Regions from separate parts of the Mus musculus genome. Here region 1 is linked to region 2. A link is a contact called in public promoter capture Hi-C data. All regions are on one chromosome and are shown on one strand. Each heading gives the region's core, a stretch centred on a gene start, on an enhancer-like site or on the middle of the called end of the contact. The rest is flanking DNA. Distances are from core to core; before and after follow the strand shown. Region 1 holds the start of Dhrs7c (dehydrogenase/reductase (SDR family) member 7C). Region 2 holds the start of Myh1 (myosin, heavy polypeptide 1, skeletal muscle, adult).

Region 1 (5,260 bases), core at 566-3,065, 600 kb after region 2:
AATAGATATCCTTGCCTAAACCTTCCCAGATATGTTCCAGACTGACAGACCCAACTGTGCTCTCAACCCCTTGTCTTAGACTCTGTTTGAGGACCTTCCTAACCCCAGCTGTCACCCATCCCTCATCACATCTCCATTGCAGTGCAATGCCTTTTCGTTGTCTCATAAGAAACATACAAAGCATACCTGCCCCAGGGTGCCTGCCCATGCCCACTCTCAGAAGAACAAACTGGAAACATGAGATGGGCACACAGGATAAATACCAATGGGTTCCTATTGTCTACGGCGGTGTAGATGGATCCCACAAATGTGATGCTGAGCAGGAGTGTCAACTCTGCAGTTCTATTTAAATAGAGTCTAGAAAGGAAAAGACACACAGAGACACAGAGACACAGAGACAAACTAATACACTCATTTAAAGATTGTAAAGTAGTTGCAGCTCGGAAGGAGACACAACAGAGCGATGTTTATACGATGCTTGTTGGTGTGGGTGCTGGTCACACGAATGTGATCAGTTTGTCATGGCGGGCGTCATCAGCGCTATGCATTCCTAATGCAGACACTAAATGCCAGTGCAGCGAGCGATGAGGTCTGTAATACTCCCGGATGTTCCTGGTTTCTAAGAAATGCAGTTTCTGCTGCTCTCCTCCTCCACCCACCACCTACCCAATCCTTACTCCCACCCCAGCCTCACTTTCTGGACAGCTCTATTTTCTTTACAGTATAAATGTCGTGTGGCTGGAGAAAATGGTTCAGCACATAAGAGTTCTTGCTGCTCTTATAGAGGACCCAAGTTTGGTTCCCGGCGTCTGGGTCAGATAACTCACAACCACCTGTGACCACAACCCCAGCTCTAGGGGATCTAACACACTACACAGGCACCCACAAATGTGGTATATACTCACATAAGCACCCACATATATAAATAAATAATAAGTACATAACAAACAGGATGCTGGACACACGTGCTGGGGTTGTGATAGTTTTAGTCATATTGAGTTCCTCATATAATTAAATTATTTAACATCTTGAATTATTTAATTACAAAAGAGAGCAATAGTTACCTCCTTGACTCTCAGAATCTATGCCAGGTTCAAGATAGGCAAGATCTTCTTTGGTGCCCCGACATATCTACAAAATAAAACTATCATCCCCATTTTAGAGACAAGAAACATATAACTCACAAAAGCAAGAAGCATGCTCGAAACCAGTGGTTCTCAACCTGTGGGTTGTAACCCCTCTGGGAGACAAATGACTCTTTCACAGGGGTGGCCTAAGACCATGGGAAGCCATAGATAGTTACCTGATGATTCATAACAGTAGCAAAATTAAAGTTATGAAGTAGCAATGAAAATAATTTAATGGTTGGAGGGGTCACTACACTGTGAGGGGCTGTATTAAAGGGCCGCAGTATTAGGAAGGTTGAGAACCACTGCTCTAAACAGTTCTCTTTAATGCCATGGCTGGTTTTTTGTAGCTTCCATCCCTCAGACCAGCTTTCCTTGCTTCTCTTCCACATCCCCACTCAGGAAGGGAAAGCCAGATGGCTCAGTGACCACCTAGGACCGAACCACCTGCAGGGACCCCTCACAGGAAAGAAAGGCACAGGCATTTGTGCGGACAATCCCAGGAGTTCCTGGCATCGACTCCCGGCCCAAGCCGGAGAGGAAACTCTAATAGTCCCACCAGCCAGCAGAGCTTTAAAAGTCCTGGCAAGAACCCTGAAATCAGACCCGGCCAGCATGTGTCCCTGGATATCAGAATAGACACTATATTTACCCTGAAAAGCCCTTTAGTACAACTGAGAGCTATAAATAACCATTAGAGCCCAAGCGAGTGGCCTTAACACATGGATTTTCCTTCCAAAAATGCAGACCCATTTTAATTAAATTTGTAATTACCCTTAGGGGAGAGCAGGACCCCTGGACTCCTTCAGTGTGAAGACGTGGTGAGTAATTTCTATTTGTTGAGCATTTGGGGACTCGCATGCTCCTTGCCACTCAGCTGGGAAGGACCTCCCCGGAGCCTGCAGAACCCAACTCCCTGGAGGAGAGACTCTGAGCTTGGAGGGAATGGATGCTGTTGGCTTAAACCTCCCCCTGCCCTGGGGGTTGCAACCAGGGTCTCTGCAAAGCCAATCCTTTGTCATCCCGCTGTCCTGCAGAGCAAGATGGGGCTCATGGCTGTCCTGATGCTACCCCTGCTGCTGCTGGGAATCAGCGGCCTCCTCTTCATTTACCAGGAGGCATCCAGGCTGTGGTCGAAGTCTGCCGTGCAGAACAAAGTGGTGGTCATCACAGATGCCATCTCAGGACTGGGAAAGGGTAAGCTGGCTTTCCCGGGGAACCTGTAACCATCTCTGCCCTCAGGGGACCTGGAGGCAGGATGGGATGGGGCATATCCGTTGGTAGAGAGGAGTCAACTTCTGTTTAGGAGTCTGAAGCTTTCTTGCCAGGTGAACGGCAGGGTTAGAATGGCAGGGGTTGCCAACTCACAGTTTGATGTTAGAAAATATTGGGTTTGACTGCTTAGGAATTTCCAGAAATTTTGAAATGCTAAGCCCTTAGTTGATGCTGTGTACTGTATATGAGACCAGAGTAGGATGCTGGATTCCAGTTCTGGTTCCAATGCTTAACTAGCAGGTGTCTTCAGCTATAGGAGTTGACTGTCCCAGGGGATAGATGGAGGATGACGGCAGCCTCCACTTTGGAATGCAGTTGTGAGCAACAAAGAAATCTGCACAAGGGTGGGAGTCGGAGTAGCAGTGGCCACCATTCTCATGTTGTTAGAGATGGTCAGGTTGAACACGATTTTTTTTCAGAGTTCACCCAGCTCATCTCCATGTGTCACACTCTCCATCACACTCAGTCACTGCTTCCCACCATCTCACCTACTAGTCTTGAAAGCATTTTCATTCACAATCTCTAAGTTAGACAGTCTTCCGGGCCCTTCCTGTTGCATCTGTGACTGGGCTGCCCTTTGGGTTTAGCGGGATTTTGTTATTCCTAACAACGGCACCTTAACCCTATTATATAAATTCATGACACTTTCTGCTCTAGGTTTTGTTACTTAATCCAGCATAGACCACACCCAGCCACTAGTCACTCAATTGACACTCGGGTGTCAATAGGTCCACACGGGTTCTAGAGTCTTGGAGGTGGGAGCACTTCCTCCCGTGGCTTGGCCATTGGAAGAGCCTTTATGCCCTGTCTCTGCGGTTTCTCCCTGAGACTGCTGCTTCTTCTCTTGGAAGTCATCAGAGCGAGCTTGTCTTCCAGCTGACAGGCGGGGTGAGGTCTCAGTGAGTGTCTGCTTTGGGTCAGCCTTGGCAGGTGAAGACATTAAGCATAGTGGGTGTGTCCTCTGAAGTTATTTCCTAAGAGACTATCCTGACTTGTTAGGGTTGGCTTTAAAGAGATGAACAGATTCACAAACCCAAAACTTAGCCTTCTCGAGGGCCAGCCAGGACGCTCTAGTTTGCCCATCAGACCAGTCGCAAGACCACAGTGCTGTTGGAAAAGAGATGAGAGCAGCCCACCGGAAGCTGTTTATTCATAGGACAGACTTTCTACAAGTTGTTTGTCTAGATGCAGGCCTGGTCCCTGGAGCCTTCCCTGACACCTTATCTGTTCTGTCCCTTCAGGTGCCCCCCCCCCCCGTGCCGAGACCTGCCTTCTCACAACCTAAGGCTGGTGTCCTTCACCCTGATACCCCACACCCACCTCAATGTTTCTCTTCTAGTAAACACTCAAAAGGTTTCTTTAATTTTGTTCTGAATCTGTAAGGACCCCTCACAGACTCATGCTTTGAATGCTATTTTGGAAGCTGTGGGGTCTCTAGAGTTATGTCACAGTGTTTCTCAATCTGTGGGTCACAGCCTCCCCAGAGACCATTGCAAAACACAGATATTTACATCATGATTTGTAACAGCAGGAAAATTACAGTTATGAAGTAGCAACAAAAATAATTTTGTGGTTGGGGTAGTCACCACAACAGAGAACTGTAATAAAGGGTGGTAGCATTAAGAAGTTTGAGAACCACTGGTCTAGAGGAAGGGCCTAACTGGCAGAAGAAGGTCATGAGGTACAAGTGTGTAGAGGTTATAGCTTCTAGACTCCCCTCCCCCACACTTGACCCCACCTTCCCCATAGCTTCTTGTCCTCTCCCACTTCCATCACCACAGACCCAGCTGTTGTCCTGTGCCTTCCTGGTCCAAATGGATCCTCCCAAAGCTGGACCAAACCATAAATTGCTCCTGACAGGATTTGTTCACAATAATGATAAACTCACCAGTGTGTTTAAGGACCAGCCTTTGGAAGCCATTTAATCAGGGAAAGCACCCAGTTAAGTATGTTTGTGAATATTGCTTTAATTGATTGTCACTTTGGTTCCAATTTGGTCAGGAACTCTGCACGATTCAGTTCACTGGCTGTGGTCTGTTATGCTGTCTGTTCCTCGGGATGGGAGGCAGAGGTTGGGGGGGAGAGGGAAAGAATGTGCCCATTGCTGTGGTTGGGTAGATGGTCTTACAAATATTAGCTGCACCTTGTCATTGAAGATGCTGTTCGGATCCTCTGTCCTTGTAATGTACTGTTACTACATGGAACCTCTATTCTCTCTTTGGTAAGAGCCCCGTGTATTTATTTCAAAAATCTCATTTATTACTTTTTTAAGATCATCGGGTTATAGTCACATGGAAGTCAGGACCCCAGGAAATGCACCACGGGGTGTCCGCAGAAGAACGAAGCCTGAACTGTCAAGGTTCTGATCACTGTTGTCTTTTATTGCCACTCCCTGACAGCGTGTACCTCCCACCTTCCCCAGCCCTGTCCCCAGAAATGCAAAGCAGAAAGGAATAAAGTCCAAGTCTTTATAAGTAACATGAGAAGCTGGGTGTGTGTGACTTTAAATAAATGCCTGCTTTCTGTGTGGTGCTGATGACAGCAATCCCAGGCACCAGCTGCTCCGCTTCAGCTTCAAGACGAGAAAAAAGTAAGGGGCACAGAATGGTTCCACGTAGCCCATATTGTGCCCAGGTACCCTAGAGCCCGAATTAACCCTGCTGGTAGAACTAAAGTGGTGGTTCTCAACCTGTGGGTCCAGACCTCTTGGCTCAGATATTTACATTATGATTCACACAGTAGCCAAATTACAGTTATGAAGTAGCAATGAAAATAATCTTATGGTTGGGGGGATCACCACAGCATGAGGAACTATATTAAAGGGTCTCAGCATTAGGGAGGTTGAGAACCACTGCACG
Region 2 (5,926 bases), core at 1,534-4,033:
GGAGTCCCAGGTCAACAAGCTGCGGGTGAAGAGCCGGGAGGTTCACACCAAAATCATAAGCGAAGAGTAAGGCTGTCCCGATGCTGTGGAATGACCGAAGCGAGGCACAAAATGTGAAACCTTTGGTCATGCGCCTGTGTGATTCTATTCCATCCTGTTGTAAGGAAATAAAAAGCCCAAGTTCCTTTGCAAGCAATCACCTTGGGTTGGCCCTGTCTTTTGTCCCCTTCCTAAAGCAGTGTCAACGTTTGCAACATCTCAGTGATAATTACATCCCATCTGCAACTCAGAGACAAACACTTCTTCACATGTATCTTTGGTTTATTGGGATGGTTTGAGTTGATAAAGGTGTCACTTGCCAAGAAAGCCTGTTCTGATAAACAGAACTCTGGAAGTCATAGAAATGACTATTTCTTTCGAGTTGTTCCTGGTATCTTCATATTGGCAAATCCCAGAAAGTTTCTACCTCCCATAACATAAATCTGATTTTCTAGGTCTAGACAAAGAATGGTGCTAAGTATATTTCTACAGAGATAGTTCACATTAACCATGTCATTAATTCTCCATGTTTAATAACTGCATAAAGAAAACAAGCACCAAGTATTCTTCATTATAATATTAATAACATGAATTCACCCATAGTATACATGATAGCTCATGTGAACCATCAATTGTAAATAATGTTTTTTTTTTTTTGTGAAAGCTGTAGGATGCCTATCAAATCTGAACACATAGAAAACACTATTTTATGTTATAATTTGGTATAATAAGTTATGTGCCTATTTTTCACATTCTTTGTAGCCTCCTGTATAATTGTATGAATAAAGTTATTGACTAAGAAGACTAGACCAAGAATCTCATAGCAGTTTACTCAATGCATACATATGCATGTAGATACAATATGAAGATACCAGGAACAAATTTATACACACACACACACACACACACACACACACACACATATATAGTAGCTATCTAGATATCTAGATTATTGAGACATTTTCCTAGAAGATTAACATATTAGAGCTGGAAACAACCTTGATGCACTGCTAAAAACACAGTCTTCCTAGACAGTACCTGGTAAAAGCTAAATGCTAACTTCTCAACTGAGCCAAAAGAAAATTGTCTTGGCTTAAGGTCTTAGCTTAAGTGGCAAGTCTGAAACTGATTTAAATGAAGACATGTGGAGGCAACTTCCCAGGTAAGGTGGTTTGTACTGGTGTTGTGGAAGAGCACAGGATTGCTCTTCTCGATGTAGTGGCTCTTCTCTCGTTTTTTCCCCCCATGTCACCTATCAATGCTTAAGTCTCTTATAGCTTGGTAGTAACAACAACAACATCAGCAAACCAAAGCTTCGCTTTCTCCTCTCTGAAAAGTAACCCCACCCCCACCCCCGCCAGTAGAACCAAAGTTCATCTTAAAATTTCCATCAAATCCTATTCAGAGAATTATGAAAGCATTTGCTCTAAGAACTGTTAGTCGCGTTTTACAGATATCTAATAGAGAAACAGATACATAAGAAGCAAAGTGATGTACCTGAGGGAGCAAAGCAGCTAATAGCTGTCTAGGAAGCTCCCAGCGGATGCAAAGTTCTTCAAGACCCTTCTTGGTGTCTTCAATCTGCTCTAGATAGAGTGTCACCATCCAGAGTGCTGGGCTACAGATCAATTAGCTCAGAGTCCAAACCACTGTGTGACTCTCCTCTGAGAGTAGATTGTCCTCTCTTCTTTGAGCTTGGTTGCTTTGTTAGAAGGATGAGGAATGTGGGTCACACAGTCCCTTGCAGTAGTGAAATCATATCTGCATCTCTAGATACCTACGTTCACACATGGCAATCTGCAAAACAAGACCCTGGGGGCTCAGTCTCAGTCATGCAACATTAGCTAGGAGAGAAGATTCCAGGCCATTCAGACAGCAAAGCAAACAGGAGTTAAAATAGGAAACAATGTTCAGGTGTTATTTGTAAGTGAAAATTTAAATATATACCACCGAGGCTGCTGGAGAAGTCAAACTTACTGGCACTTATAGACAGAAATCCCATTTTAAAAAATTTTCTCACATCCATTTTCATAGAGGAAACAGGTTTTCACAAGCAACTTGAGGTTGTTTGTTCATTTGTTCCTTTGTTTTTAGTGAGAGAATGAGTGTGTGGCTAGGCAACGGTTTGGGGGTAGGTCAGGATTTGGTAGGGGATGATTTGACAGTGAGTCAGAGGTGACTGACTGGAGGAAACAAAAGCAGCTGTCTTTCTTTGGCTGTTCTTCATCAACCAGATTTTAAAATTAAGCTTTGAAGCATCCTTCAAAAGGGACAATGAATTGAAAACAAAACCAAACCAAACCTGTCTTCTTGGGAGGAAGCAACAGTTGTTGCAGCTACACTGAGGAGCAGAAAGCTTCCTTGGTTTAATATTGCAATTGTGTGGCAGCTGATGAGCCTTCACAGAGGGCACTCAGTGAAACAGAAGAACTCCAGGCAACAAAGTGCACGGATTCCAGAACTCAGCAGTCTCTGAAACAACACCTTACATTATTCCAAGGACGGATCGTTTTCCTATCACCAACAACTCAAATTATTTATAGGAGATTGATTCATATACTTAACCCAATGTGAGAGGGAATATTTCTAATTATATCCAAACATCCTTAATATGAGGGGAATTAGGCTTGGAGACCTTCCTTGCCAAAAACACATTTTGCCAAATATGTTTTAAGAAAGAGGAGGAGGTTACGTGTTTTCCATATTTGATCCTATAAAAGTACCCCTTGGAATGAGAGTGACTTGTCTTTCCTCATAAAGCTTCAAGGTAAGAGTGTGTGAGGACAGGGCTCTGTGTGGACGGGAAGGGATGCCTGGCTGCTGGTGTGCATGCCACACATCCTGGCTGCTGCTGCCCTTGGCAGTTCCTTCAGTGAAGCACCAAGTTACTCTGTAGCAATTGTAATTAGATGTCTTGGTCTTCCCAGCCATTTCCTGGTTCCTTCAGATAAGAACTGTGCTCTTATTGGGAGACACTAGCATTTAATCCGAAGGCATTAGCTTTTTTCTTTCTTTCTTTCTCTCTCTCTCTTTTTTTTTTTTTCAATTACAGTTTGGACCCACGGTCGAAGTTGCATCCCTAAAGGTAAGGTCTTCCCCTCCCTTCCTGTTTTTTCTTCATTCTGAATGCAAGCAATCTTCTTTTGTATTTGCAAAGTGTCTGTTGGGGTTGAAGAATGAAAAGCGTTTCAGTGTCTTGGCTTATCACGCTTCTGCTGAAAAACTCTGAGGGGGAGCTCAGGAAACCGGGTCTCATTAACACAGATCCTTTGCCGCACGTGTGATGCTCTCTCAGAGTCCTGGGGATTCCGTGCATGAGACTTTCTATATCTAGCTTTGGAGTTTGTCTTTGAAGCAATTGCAACATGCAAACTCAGTTTGCTCCTTTCAAAAGAAAAAAAAAATCCACGAGCATTCTATGCTACAGCTTTTTAGCACTAATGAATGAGACAGTGAGATGACGTCTAAATGGACAGATGGAATGGATCAACCCTTGACTTACCAAAGTACAAACCTGCATGTTGTCTCATAGTCTGTCAAATAAAAATTTAAATGGTGAGAAAGCGGTTTCAGCAAGACAGAGTACTTCAATTTTGGTACCAGTGATTGCAATTTGAATGGAGAAATGGGAAAAAAAAAGTTTCCCAATGGAGCTTTCCCGGAAAAGGGTATCTTTTAAAATTACAATATGGATTACATAGGATGACTATCCACGGAGTTCGTGCATGGCAAGAAGTTAACCTTAAAGGAAAAAGTTGAGGGAAATATTCAAAATAGTATGAGTAAAAGAACACCAAAAAACATAATAAAGTTTGTCAAAATGCAGATAGAGGGAAAAATAAACTGTCATTTTAACACACTAATGCTGAACCAGGTTCTTCACATTTCTGCTTTCTACTCTAGTGTGCAATCCTTGTAACTGCTGAGTCTGGAGTGTGGGAATCCCAAACGCTCCACATGCCAGAGAGACCCTAAAACTTTAGCTCTGTTGTTCTTTTTAACGAGGCAGCCAGCTCCCAGCCCTTCTCTGCATCCAGCATGTGTTCTCAGAGGTGTGAAGGCTGCCAGAAAGAGAAGGACTCCCTGCTTGCTGCTAGGTGCTGGAAATGCAACGGGGAAGGAGAAAAGTATAAAGAGCCAGAGAACATCTTAGCATCCCCTGTCCTCTGTGTTTTATAGAAGCCAGTGGTAGGCAGCTTCTATATATTGTGTGTATATAAATCACAATTATATACAACAAACGAGGTGCAGGAAGCAGTAGACATCTCACACAGTAGGCGAGCCACAAACAATTCCTTTCCAAATGCATGATTAAGTACTTGTCAGCACTGGCAAGGAACAAGGAGTCTGACATTTCAGCCACACCACAGCCAGGGAGATGGTTAGGCCCAGTGCAATGCATTCACCTAACTGTCAGGGAATGAAAAAAAAAATGCATGTGATTCTAATAGTTTCTGAATTTCTACCATTTCTCTCTCTGCCAGGCAGGCTCTCTCACTGGGCTGCAACCAATAGCCCGCAGCCATGAGTTCCGACGCCGAGATGGCCGTTTTCGGGGAGGCTGCTCCTTACCTCCGGAAGTCTGAAAAGGAGCGAATCGAGGCTCAGAACAAGCCTTTTGACGCCAAGTCATCGGTGTTTGTGGTGGATGCTAAGGAGTCTTTTGTAAAAGCAACGGTGCAGAGCAGGGAAGGGGGGAAGGTGACAGCCAAGACCGAAGGCGGAACTGTGAGTAAAAACATCTAGAGCTGGGGACACTACACTGCGGGGCTAGTTTGACTTAGTTCCTAACTTAATATCTCTTGTTTATGGACAGACTGTAACAGTAAAAGATGATCAGGTCTACCCCATGAACCCTCCCAAGTACGACAAGATCGAGGACATGGCCATGATGACCCACCTGCATGAGCCCGCTGTGCTGTACAACCTCAAAGAGCGTTATGCAGCCTGGATGATCTACGTGAGTTCGCTATCCTGGACTTTTGATTAAGAGAGTTAATATGTTTTTTCCTTTTTTTTTTAAAAGTAGATAATGAATGCCCCATTCAATAATTATGTCCCCTCTCTTGATGCAGACCTACTCGGGCCTGTTCTGCGTCACTGTCAACCCCTACAAGTGGCTGCCAGTGTATAACGCAGAGGTGGTGGCAGCCTACAGAGGCAAAAAGCGCCAGGAGGCCCCACCCCACATCTTCTCCATCTCTGACAATGCCTACCAGTTCATGCTGACAGGTGAGTGGCACAAATTTTTTTCATATGAATTATCACCTATAACCCAACAATATCAGAGTCCAAAAGACCTTAAGAAAGAACCAGTTGTTTGTGATTGTTCATGATGTTCTAATTGTTTAGGAAAGTTGCCAAAAGCAGAGCTGGGGGGCGGGTGGGAGGTAGGCACTATCAAGCCAGGGACTAAACTCCACTTGCAATTCCACCCTGGTACTCAGCGACCTAGAGTCATGCTTTACTTTGTGTATTGAATAATGAGAAATGATAACTGAGGGACACACTGCTTGACTAGAAGTGCAAATCACGTCATTGACCCCACCCCCCTCACTGCTTCATTTGCTCCTTGCATGGACTGGCTACTTTTAGAAGTACTGCCATTTTAAAAGTCATCATATCCTAGATGGTGGCTTCTCCTTAGAGAAGGGGGTGTTTGGGATCCCTCATGCTTATAATCAGATGTGTTCACCCTGCAAAAAAAAAAATTCACTTTGAGGTATGTCTTCCTGATCATTCTTTAACAATTCAAGGAAGACCATTCACAAGGTTGTATTCTGGGGCCACAGGAAGAGGAAATGTTTTCACCCATTTAGAAATGCAGTATTAACCTTGGTTTGAACATCACCATTCCCACCTGTAGCCGCACACGATGCATTTCTAG

The links. Promoter capture Hi-C pulls out the DNA fragments that hold promoters and counts their contacts.
Region 1: a contact with region 2 is called in a promoter capture Hi-C map of neural stem cells. The contact joins the promoter of Dhrs7c here to the promoter of Myh1 in region 2. A contact is called at or near these places in 6 of 39 promoter capture datasets (the 3T3-L1 cell line, hippocampal neurons, neural stem cells and 2 more).

Annotation. Positions count from the first base shown.
Region 1 is chr11:67,796,456-67,801,715 of GRCm38.p6, forward strand. Dhrs7c (dehydrogenase/reductase (SDR family) member 7C) reads left to right here and starts at 1,816. Exons shown (of 7, transcript NM_001013013.2): 1 at 1,816-1,948; 2 at 2,165-2,324. The coding sequence starts at 2,171.
Region 2 is chr11:67,197,319-67,203,244 of GRCm38.p6, forward strand. Myh1 (myosin, heavy polypeptide 1, skeletal muscle, adult) reads left to right here and starts at 2,784. Exons shown (of 40, transcript NM_030679.2): 1 at 2,784-2,806; 2 at 3,092-3,124; 3 at 4,524-4,767; 4 at 4,856-4,999; 5 at 5,115-5,271. The coding sequence starts at 4,564. It overlaps Myh2 (myosin, heavy polypeptide 2, skeletal muscle, adult), which reads left to right. Exons shown (of 40, transcript NM_001039545.2): 40 at 1-199. The coding sequence ends at 70.